Linked DNA regions of Mus musculus: region 2 is linked to region 1. A link is a contact called in public targeted proximity ligation data. All regions are on one chromosome and are shown on one strand. The core of a region is the stretch at or near the end of the contact, and the rest is flanking DNA. Distances in the headings are between cores, read along the strand shown.

Region 1 (5,961 bases), core at 483-2,982:
CTTAAAATCCAGCATCTTGAGATGTGATTTTAAATCTGAATTTTGCTTTTTGCATGTGTTGGGGTATCCAGGACTTGCTGTGGTAGGCGTACTGTGTTCTGATGATGCTGAGTGGTCTTGGTTTCTGTTAGTAAGATTCTTATGTTTGCCTTTTGCCATCTGGTAATCTCTGGTGTTAGATATTCTAGCTGTCTCTGGCTGGAGTTTGTTCCTCCTGTGATTCTGTTAGCCTCGGTCAGCACTCCTGGGTGTCCAACTCTCTCCTGAGTCCCAGTGGTCAGAGCACTCTCTGCAGGCAAGCTCTCCATTGCAGGGAAGGTACACAGAGGTCTGGCACTCAGCTCTGCCTCCTGGCTGAGGATGAAGGCCAGAAGGGACCCTGTCCAAGAAGCTCTGTTGCTTCTGTGGCCTATGCACTCTCCTGTGCAAACTTGTCTCTGAGAGACTTGGGATACAAGAAGGCACTCTCACCTGGGTCTTGGGGTCAGAGCCCTCTCTGGAGGTCTACTTTCCTCAGTGATCCTAAGATCCTGGGTGTTCTATGGCGCCTGCTGTGTGGAGAGTCCTCTGGGGACCCTGGGACTGTCCCCTGAGTTCATGCCCAAGGTGGCCAGGGGCTGGCGCTGACCAAAACAAACCCTAGCCGCTGGTCGGGCAGGTTTCCTGTGTCCCTGTTCCTGCTGGCACAGTTCCCTCCTGGTTGTTTTGGAACAGATGTTGTGTTCCACTCACCAGTGATCCCAAGATCCTTGGTGTGCTAGGGTGCCTGCAGTGTGGGAACCATTCCTCTGGGAACCATAGGACTGTCTACCCGAGTTCATGCCCAAGGTGGCCTGGGGCTGGCGACTTGTTTGACTTTTCAGTACACTGAGTCTAGGAACAGGGTTCAGGTAAATACTGTTCTAGCTGATTCTTACCAAGTTCAGATGCAATGAATCATGTCAATAAATTCAAACTCTCTCTAGAAACTCCATTAACGTCAATCCCAGACAAGAAAAAGATATTTCAATTGTGCTTGACCACAAATGCTCTTAGTCTCTTTTCTGTTCTGTAACAGAATGCCTGAGACTTAGTAACATATAAAGAAAAGTGATTGATTTGGAGTCATGGTTGTGTAAATCTAGCTTCTGGAAGGGCTTCATAAAAGCAGAAGGAAAGTGGGTGAATGTGGGCTAGAGACACATGATGTGCCAGATAAAGACCCACTCTCAGGATAGGCAACCTGCCTAGTCCTGTGGCAGCCAGGAAAATATGCTAATCCATTTAAATGTAATCACCCCCTAGATCGTCAATATGTCTTAGCACTACTATCCTGAGGACCAAACCTCACCAAATATGACTTTGGTGGGAACAAGCCATATTTATACAATAGCAGATGTCACCTCAGGGACATCTAATAAGAGAAAGTGCATCACGGACCAAGCACATTATTCGTCTATGAAAAAATTAAAAGTTCAGTAGCTAAGGCAAAATGCTCTTTACTGAATTCATTTTTGTTAGTCCTTCACCTAAGGACCACCTATTTGTATAACAATAGCTGAAATGTTGTGCTAGATATTCCCTCTTTTAGTTTCTATTAGCATTGTAACCGTGCCTGCTTCTGTTCTACATTTTTTTCCTTGTGTGTTTCAATCAAAATGTCACTTTGCCACTGTTCCTAGAGTGCACTTAATATTTTCATTAAAACCAATAAAACCAAGAAATGACAAGGGTGCAGGTGGGAGCAGGCAATTAAACTCCTCCTCTACGTATTGTTAAATAGCAGTTGAGGAAAGAAAGAAGCCCCCATTGAACACCTGTCCCTTCTTCTTTGAATGGCAGCTAGCAGAAATCCACTTAGCTGGCTATTGTCTGCTTATTTTCCTGACAGATAATGTGAAAAAGCAGGCAGTTATGGGGCCAGTAATTCAGAATTAATTTTCCCTTCACAAGAGTGCTGTGGACACTGAGTGCAGTAATGGTGCCTGATCGGGATTCAGAGGGGTAAACAAGACAATTTGAGATGATGGGCAGGAGATAAAAGCCCTTTAAAGGGCCATTCCTTTTGCTAGTTTGACCCTTGGAGGGTTGTTTTTTTGGGGGGAGGGGGGTTGTTGTTGTTGCAGGGCTTTTTTTTTTCTTTTTGTACATTTTATTACTTTTAAATGTGTCTCCGAGAAACTAAATCTGAAGGCTTAATCATTAAAGATCCGCCTGGTGTGTTTCTGTACCTGCGTGTTTACACCCATTGAGATAGAAGACAAAGGGAAGATGACTGCTATGCTACTCTGCATTTCCCCTCCATATTAAAAATGTGTGTGGCTGCAGAAGACAGCTGTGAAGTCACCCATTATGACTGTTTGTGGGGCTTCCTCCTGTGAGCTTCTACCTCAGTTGAGAAAATTACCACATTTCCTTTAATGAACCAAGACCTTTTGCTAACCCGCCATTATTGCTTATTTAATTCTGATTGGAAACATCCACCCCTAACATGCACAGCAAACACTGGTCTCATCAGACTAAATCAAGATTTTCTCTTGCTTTTAGTTCTTCTGTCTCCTTCTCTCTCTTGGCCCTTCCCCCTCCTCTCTCTCTCTCTCTCTCTCTCTCTCTCTCTCTCTCTCTCTCTCACACACACACACACACACACACACCCACACACACAAACACACCCCCACACCCTTCCTCCCTTCCTCTTTCCCACTACCCCCTTCTTCCTGCTTTCTCTAACTTCCTCTTCCCAAACGCTAACTGCCCAAATCTTCTCCACAAACAAGCTGAATAAAGGCTCCCTGGGGATGAGACAAAGAAGAGGATTAGAAACAACTGTTGTCTGGCCAGGCTTCAAGACCCCATTGGCAGACAAATTGCAGACAGAGCTTGTGAATTATCTATCTCCCACACACTGGACGCAAACCACTCAGAATAAATCAGCATCGGAGATTGATTTCCACAGAATTGCTTTATTTCTCAGGTAAAATTTATTGATCTGTTATAGAAAAATAAAATCAAAAGAAGACAAGCTATGCTAAAATAGCAAGCATAAATCCTCCAGCAAACCCTGGCATCTGTGACACTTGGTGTTTGGTGTAGAGTATATCCCTAGGGAAGTCTGTCTTCGTGATGTTTCATTACTGGAGAGAAAACTTAGAAAATGCAAACATTTTGAAGCTCATTCATTAGTTTATAAAAAAGTGCACATTCATGAAGGTGGTGCTCCTAATTCACATACCCCAACTAAGGATATTTTTACCTATTATGTTTTTTCTCTCTCTCCTTAAAATATCAATATGGTAATATCCTATCCATGGAGACATTAAGTAAGAATAAGATTACTGGAAGTTTTGCTGCTCAGAATAACTGAGTTACAGACATTCTTTCCCATGGGTTCACCTCTTACCTTACAAACTTCTCAAGACTAGGTACATAATTGCATGTCTTTGTTTCATATACACATCACTGACTGCTTAGGCAGCCTTTCCTAAATGCCTAGCACATGCCTATTTGATGACCTACTACTCTCAAGTTACCAGGCACACAAATAGTGTTCACAGAATCAAATTCTGCTTTCTGTACACAGCAGAAGAAAGCCAGTGCCATCCGCCCCTGTAAATATCGTCAGTCCCTGTTCTTAGATGTGATCTTTCCAGAGCCGCACTGAGGCACACACACAACAGGGCACACAGATCAGAAACATCCTAGAATGTCTATTCTTACATTAGAAACGTATGTGCTTGGCCAGTTATGCACCCATACCCATAGTAGAGTAGAAAAAGAGCCCATATACAACCTAGAGCACACCATAAGGGAAAGGTGGTTCAATATCCAGGGCCCACATATGGTAGGAGAGAGCTAACTCTCCCAAATTGTTCCCTGACCTCCATACACATATACACATGCTATAGTATGCACATACATACCCATAATATATATATTATGTATATATATATATGTATACACATACATGCATCCATACATACTCCCCATACATACTAAATACAAAACATACATACATACAAACTTGTGCATGTGTAAATTTAGGTGTCTTATTTTACTTACCTATTATAATTACATTGTAGAATATACAGGTTCCAACCAGTAAGGGTCCGTTCCATCCACTAATATGGTAATATAAACAGTATATAGCTATTTATGGATTTCATAGTTATTTCTACCAATTGACAACCAAGCAGCAGATGCATGGTGGAAGTTGTTGGAAATTAGAAGAATATTCAGGTATTGTTTGCAGTTAGGAGTGAGAAACTTTAATATTAGAAAGAATGAAATCTATATTCATGAAACATTTACCCTCAGGCATTAGAGAATTATTACTAAATGACTACGTGTGTGTGTGTTCACATTGTGAAGATATACATGTGACAACTCTTCAGCCACTGGAGCATAGCATATAACAGTTATGACCAAGACAGAGACTGTATATTTTTGCCCAGTAGCCACATGCCATCCATAACTGCTTTATGGATAAATCATTCTCACCCAAATCTCCAAGCTTCTTTACATATGAAAGTTATGATAAGAACCAGGATGAGTCAAAATGTCCCTGAATAACTATGGTTGCTTTGTGGTGTTACTTTCGTAATCATTCCAAAAAAAAATCTTAAAACTATGCAAATGAATGTGCCATAGCCAAATTAGAAGAAAGCACATTCTATACAATATATTAAAAGTCAGTTTCTGTTTCTCTTTCTAAGTGAGTTAAAAAAATATAGGTAGAAGAAAATTTCCAAGACATTCCAAGAAAGGAATTTGAGACTTACAGCAATTTATAGCAGCATCTGGTTTACTTAATGGAACATTATCTGCTATTGGTTATGTTTATCAAGTTGCTTTGGCTTATAGAGTATCAAAGTGTTAATTGTTAGACATCTTGGAAACTTTTTACTGTCCAGGGTTCTATTTCAGACTATGTATTATGAGACATTGAGGCATTGAATGATTAAACATGTTCTGATGTAAGTGGTTACAATAAAAGGGATATATTGTTTATCCTTCTTTTACTAAGTCTTTCAGAGCTCATTCCATAAAGGTAATGATGAAACATGATCACCTTTTTTGTATTGTTGTGTTTCATTTTTTTTATTTTTTATTAGGTATTTTCTTCATTTACATTTCAAATGCTATCCAGAAAGTCCCCTATACCATCTCCCTGCCCTGCTCCCCAACCCACCTACTCCTGCTTCCTGGCCCTGGCATTCCCCTGAACTGGGGCATATGATCTTCACAAGACCAGGGCCTCTAATCCCATTGATGGCTAACTATGTCATCCTCTGCTACATATGCAACTAGAGACACAACCTCTAGGGGTTACTGGTTAGTCCATATTGTTGTTCCTCCTATAGGGTTGCAGACCCCTTTAACACCTTGGGTACTTTCTCTAGCTCCTTCATTGGGGGCCCTGTGTTCCATCCAATAGATGACTGTGAGCATCCACTTCTGTATTTGCCATGCACTGGCAGAGCCTCACAAGAGAGAGCTATATCAGGGTCCTGTCAGCAAAATCTTGCTGGCATATGCAATAGTGTCTGGGTTTGGTGGTTGTTTATGGGATGGATCCCTGGGTGGGGCAGTCTCTGGATGGTCCTTCCTTCTGTCTCAGCTTCTGTAACTCCTTCCATGAATATTTTGTTCCCCTTCTAAGAAGGAGCGAAGTATCCACACTTTAGTCTTCCTTCTTGAGTTTCCTGTGTTTTGCAAATTGTATCTGTTAAATCCATTTGTTTCATAACTTCTGTTAGTTTCAATGTGTCTCTGTTTAGTTTCTGTTTCCAGGATCTGTCCATTGAGGAGAGTGGGGTGTTGAAGTCTCCCACTATTATTTTGTGCAGTGCAATTTGTGCTTTGAGCTGTACTATAGTTTCTTTACTGAATGTGGATTTGGAGCATAGATATTCAGAATTGAAAGTTCATCTTGGAAGGTTTTACTTTTGATGAGTATAAAGTGCCCCTCCTTGTCTTTTTTGA
Region 2 (6,048 bases), core at 1,763-4,262, 410 kb after region 1:
GAAATCCCGCTATATTTAAAGTATGTCTTTTTCACAAGGTGATGAGCCAAATTTTATTATCCAAGTTGTTTTTTATGATTTCTAATTTACTCATTTCTGGTGTCTGTTATTATAAGCTGATTTAATTGAACCAACAAGCATATATTTAGTAGCAACTGTAAGTTATATACTGATCAGGGGACAAAGCAGTAAAAATACTAATAAAATATACTCCATGAAGCTGGTTTTTAATTGCATTTTGAAATTTATTTGGGGAGTATACTACAGTGAGTGTATGTAAGTAAGTCAGAGGAACAACTTACAGGAATGGTTCTCTTCTTCCATTCTGTGGGTCCCAGGGATCAAAATAGGGTTATCAAGAGCTAGAGATATGGCTCGGCACTAAAGGCTAGGCTCACAACCAAAAAATAGTATTATCAGTCTAGACACTTTATCCACTGAGTCTCATGAAGCTATCTTAATTTATACTGACATATTCCCCAAAATATTTTGACCCATCTCTCTAGATAGAGTCCTGAACGTGGCCCCCAAAATCAGGCCCCTGTCCTCAACAAAATAGGAAGAATCCTTATTCTGTTCAATAATAAATGCATTTGAAGTCATCTGGGCCTCAATGTCTTGATTATTAAAGGAGTTAACTAGTGGGCAGTATGAGACAACATGATATGATTTCATGTAAGTTATTTAAGAGCTAGGAGTATACAATTATTTTAGGATTTTAAAAAAATTGTACATGTATGTTCATACGTGTGCCTGTTTTGTCTTGATGTGCATGGTATTTGGGCAGTTCCCATGAATACCAATGGAGAGCATCAGATCCTCTGAACCAGGAGTCACAGGCAGTTCTAGCCATCCACTATAGGTCTAGGAACCCAACCTGGGTAGTCTGGAAGAGTAACATGTGCTCTTAACCACTGAGCCATCTCTATCATAGGGCTGTGCGTTTCTTGAAGGGAACGTTCTGTGAAGTGGAGGTTCCTCACAGGTAGTAATGTTTTACAGAGTCACAAGGAAAAGTTTTCAAGGACTCTGTGATGTGAATCTTGGCATTCATTACACTGAGATCAACTTCTTTTATTAAGCTAAGATCAATCACCATGGTTCCTTTTAATTCTGGGAAACCCTTTCTTCTAAGCTTATCTAGTAACATTCTCTACTTTTGCAAGCAAACTCAAAGAAAAAAACACTTAGAGCTATTTCCCATACCTCTTCTCTCACTTGGATAATCCAGACGAACCTCTGTGTTTTACCATCATCCTTCTAGCTACAAAGTCCCTTCGGTCACGAAGCATAGCATAGTCTCAGATGCAGGAATTAAGATGCAGACCATAGGACAGACATTTGCTCTGCTGACCACAGACACTTGAGGCTTGGGAGTAAAGAAATTCCATCTCCATATTGCAGGAAAGGAAAAGGGGCAAATATATAGAGCTCAAAAGCATGTAGGGTAGAGTGAAGGCTCAGTACTAGAATCCTATGCTGTGTCATCAGTAGAGCTGTCTTTAAAACGCCAGCTGAGAGGCTAATTATTAAAGCAATTGTCTTCCTGAGTTTTTCTCAAAATTCCGTAAGTTCTAGATAATTCCCTGTGGTCAGTTATATGTCTAAAGGAATTCACCAGACACCTAAAAAAGTGTTCTTAGTTTGCAAAATAATTCTCATTTAACACAGTAAAAGAAGTTGGAGGTCAGGTTCATTCACATCATGGGAGGATACTCCAGTCAAATCAGTTGCTTCCTTCCACTCGGCTTGTGTGCCTAATTATGGTCTGGGTGTGCTTTATATCCACCCCCCTTGCATTTTGCTCTATTTGGTTTGATGGTTTGTTGCTGATGTTCTTGTTGTCGTTCAGATGGGTATTTCCTGTCTTTTTAAGTAGAGCTTTACTCGCGCACGCGCACACAGAGACACCTTTTGTTTGGGGTTGGGGCAAGACAGGATTTTATGTAGCTTGAGAATGACTCTGAAATCACTGTGTAGCCAAGGCTGGCCTTGATGTCCTCATCTTCTTGCCTCTACTTTCTGGGTGCCCGGGTGTTCAAATGTCATGTGTGCTACAATGCCCAGCTAGAATTTACTTTTTAGAGCAGTTTTAGGTTCACAGCAAAATGGAGTGAAGTGGCAGAGGGGTCGTCCCTTATGCTTTTACCTGAACATGGTGACATGCCATCCCACAAGTAGTGCATATGTTACCTCAGTGGATGTACCTTCACCCCTGAACTCAAAGCACATGAGGGCTTACTTCTGCTGGTCTACATTTTACAACTCCCTTTGATGTCATTAGGTGGCCAATCCATCCTGGGAATGAGTGACATGAAGCTTCCTTAATAATGGATGACATCCCATGGCTGTATAGTGAACTGAAGATGAGCCAAGAAATAACCCATTAGAACTGCCCATGAGACCAGAGCTCTTCTTCCCCTGTCGCAGAAAATGGCAGCAATCCCCTCCGTCATCCCTTCCATGGAAAAGACCACCGCTATGGCATCCCACAACCACCCTTTGTTTCCTAAGGAACACCAATCAGTGTTTTGTTCTGACATCCGTATCTTTAACATGTAAACCCTTCTTCCTGTCACCAGCTGCCAAGCAAACTTTGTAAGACAAACTTTTCAACACTCTGCATCAGTAGCTGCACTGATCAGGACAGTGAGTGGTCTGAAACTAGGATGGACAGCCCTCCCCAAAAGCAATAATTAGGGGCAATTCTACAGCATCTTGCCTTGCCAGCTAAACAATACCTAGAAAGCCAGGGTTCATGATGCAACTTAAAGGTAGCAGAAAAGGCGCCAGGTGGGGCAAGAAAAGGAGAGAAAAATTAAAGAAGTCAATCTGTGGCTAATTTTAGGTAGGAGAGGTTGATGCTCAGCCTTGGGGACAATAGAAACCATCGGCATTCACCGGTGAGATTTGAGCAGATGAAGCAGGAAGCCAGAAACTCTATAAGCAAGGCCTGAGCCACTCCACCCTGCCTTGAAACAGAAAAGCCAAGCTTCGCCATCTCCCAAGGCTCCTCTCCTCTGGTACATCTGGACTGCAGGGAACTGGGAGGCCTTCTGTACGTGAGACACGGGCTCCTGTCAGAGCCCAGCCCTGCAGGGCCACTTGGCCCCTCACAGCCTGCTGCCAATCTGCAGCTTGTCTGTCATTGTTTCGAGAACAAGCACTTTTCTTTTTTTGCCTGATGATTTTGGCACCCTCGCAAGGCTCTGCCCAAAAAGGCTCTGAACAATGGGACCTGATTGTTTTTGAACTGAGCCCAATGGGAAGCCTGGGCTGTGCACGGAGGACTGATGGAGTTCAGCTGCCGGTACAGTCCATCAGCAACCAAGGGCTACGGCTGCCTGGCCTCCCATTGCAGCTGCTGAAGGAAATACAGGGAAAGAGGAGGGGCCAGGCCAGCGGCAACCCCAAACATGTAAGTCTTAACCCAGGAGGGAAGAAATGCCCCACCAGCTCAGAAGGCTCCAAGATGGCTTCTGGCCTCTGCCCCCTTCCCCATGCCTTTATAATCGGCTGCTCAAAGTGGTGAAAGGCCTAATTGCCCCGAGCAATGTGGTCAATCTTCCTGGAGATTTAGCTGCCCGCTTTCATCTGACAGCCTGGGAGGGAACTCAGCATTTCCCTTCAGGCAATCTATATGGTCGAGCAGTTCACTGCGGAAAGTGGCGCCTTATCGATTTCTGCCATAGCTTCCATGGCTGACTCGAGGATCAGAGCTCTGACAATGACTAACAAGTTTAAACCATTAGTCCCATTTGTAACTACTCAGCAAAAGGCTTGTCAGTCACCGCGTACCATATACTGCAGCTTTTAGCAGATTTCTAACCCCATTCATTCTGCCACAATGACCCCTGTAGTTAATGGGGGTTATCGGAAAACTATTTTTCCCCTTCAAAAGCTGTGCCTTTTTTCTTCTTCCTCCTCTTCTTCTTTTAGCAACATAAAAGCCATTTCAGTTGTGATGTTTCAAAACAGTGATGCAGGCCAGGATTGATTCCTCTCTTAGGAGGAAACCTGCATCCTGGTGCCCTGGACACCATGTGTGCTCCTGAAGACTGCCAATCAGACGGCGGGAAACAGGAAACGGTGCCTCAGCAACAGAGTCCCTGCCCAGAGTCTCACAGTGACATGTCTCAACACCTCTCCTAAACTATTAGAGACCCCTGTCACAGTAAGCACTTTCTCTTTTCCTGTTAGAACCATGCCATACAATAGCATAGGATAAAGCCCTGTCCGTCAAAGTGGTCCCAGCAGGTCAGTATTCCTCAAGTGAGAAAAGCATAGCGTCTAGGCCCACCTTGGACCCACTGAACTAGATGCTGGCCAAATCCTTGGGTAGTTCCTGGAACTATGAGAATCACAGGTTTAAAACATTAATGCTTTCTAATATTATTTATACTAAACATAGAAACATTTAAAATTTCCACTATACAGGCTAACATTTTAAAGAAAAGGATGTTTTTTTCTGAATAATAGTTCCATGGTTATCTGAAAAGCTTTTGAAATGTTTTTCATCCTCAAATCCAGAGTACCTGGCATCTACTACGTATAAAAATGGAGAGCAGTTGAACAGGACATTTGCAAGGACGAATGAGGGGATGAGAATTCAGGAAAAAAGGGTGATATATTGGCCAAGGATGTATGGAGCAGGGACTAATATGAAAACAAGAATAAAGAATACATCCTTCCATTCACTTTTGAATTGCCTTAGCTAACCGCTCACACCACCAATCCGATCCAGCCTGAAGGAGTATTCACAGGCAAAACGGTACATTCTGCGGGGCTTCTCCTAGAACAAGCTCCACGCTGCCCCTTGTAGATACGTCCTCCTCCCCTCCCCATTTCTACTGCTGATTTTCTCTGTGTCCACCACCACCCAGGTTCTCCTGTTTGCCTCCACTGATCTCCAAGCTCCCCATCCTGAAACCCTCTGCTTAGCCCACTGAGACCAAAGGTCACTAAGCAGCTTACACTAAAAGGAGACTGTTTTTAATATGCAAAAGAGTATTCCTCGATGGTCCAGAAACCATGCCACCTAAGGGTCAAATCAGCTCTGTTGTTGCCAAATTAATTTGAGAAAAGGGAGAAGTTATTTTCCTGGAGGATTTAACACACCTGCTTCCTGTCTGATTTTGGCCCTACCACTTCCCAGTAAATATTTTGAATCACAGGCCACCCTGCCTTACAGTCAGCCATAGGGTTGATTAGACATCAGAGAGAAGGTAAGAAAAATCTTCCCTCCATTTGATGTCAAAAACTACAAGGTCTAAATTTAAATGTAGGGCAAATTTGATAGGAAAGCAAGAGACTGCAGCATCTCCAGTCTTTACCTCATGGACTTCGTTTTCTTGCCACAGACAGGGACTAGAGCGATAAATAACGTCACCCAGAGCCAGTGACTGCCTTTGCACACGGTGACTTCTGGAAGCTTTCTCTCTGGACTGCCATGTTGTGACTATTTAATTGCCGTGGAAACATAGACATCTGATGACTTGTTTGCACCTTAGAGCAATCTTTTGACATTTTGTATATTAGAGAAACAGTGTGTTGCATATGTTGCTAGTGAGGGTAGGCAGGAAATTACTTGGTTCTGGGGCAGATGGTACAGCTGACTGACTATATGTAAAAGACTGTGTGGCAGGCAGGGCCAGTGTGGACATGTAGACACAGCAACCCAGAAACTGAGGGTACAACAATTTTATGGTATCTGAATTCTCAGCCTTGGTTTGTGAAAACCTAAGGAAATTATTCATCAATTTTCCTCACACAGGCTGAAAAGAGTCAGGGTCTCCTCTCCTTCAACCCACCCACCATGAGTTTTAATATATAATTGCGAGCATGTAAAAATAAATGGAAATGTCACTCTGCTGGTAACAAAAGACCTAACTCACAACGGCTTGAGCGGCATCTTGTGGTCACAGATGAGTATTGCACTCTTAGCCTGCTTGGATTGCTGGCATACTATTGCAAAGTATGTTCCTGTCTCCTCACATCTGACTTTTGGTAATGTTAATGAGGGGCTGTGCACGGATATCAATTCAGACA

What was found.
Region 2: a contact with region 1 is called in a targeted proximity ligation map of embryonic basal ganglia, with 4 times the contacts expected there. A contact is called at or near these places in 1 of 484 Hi-C or Micro-C datasets (liver) and 1 of 130 datasets of targeted methods (embryonic basal ganglia).

What each region holds. Positions count from the first base shown.
Region 1 is chr19:15,198,694-15,204,654 of GRCm38.p6, forward strand. No RefSeq gene overlaps it. Among named protein-coding and RNA genes, the nearest start is that of Gm46645, 140 kb to the right of the region's middle.
Region 2 is chr19:15,611,794-15,617,841 of GRCm38.p6, forward strand. The region is part of intron 2 of Gm31594 (a long non-coding RNA gene); the gene reads left to right. Among named protein-coding and RNA genes, the nearest start is that of Gm31594, 16 kb to the left of the region's middle.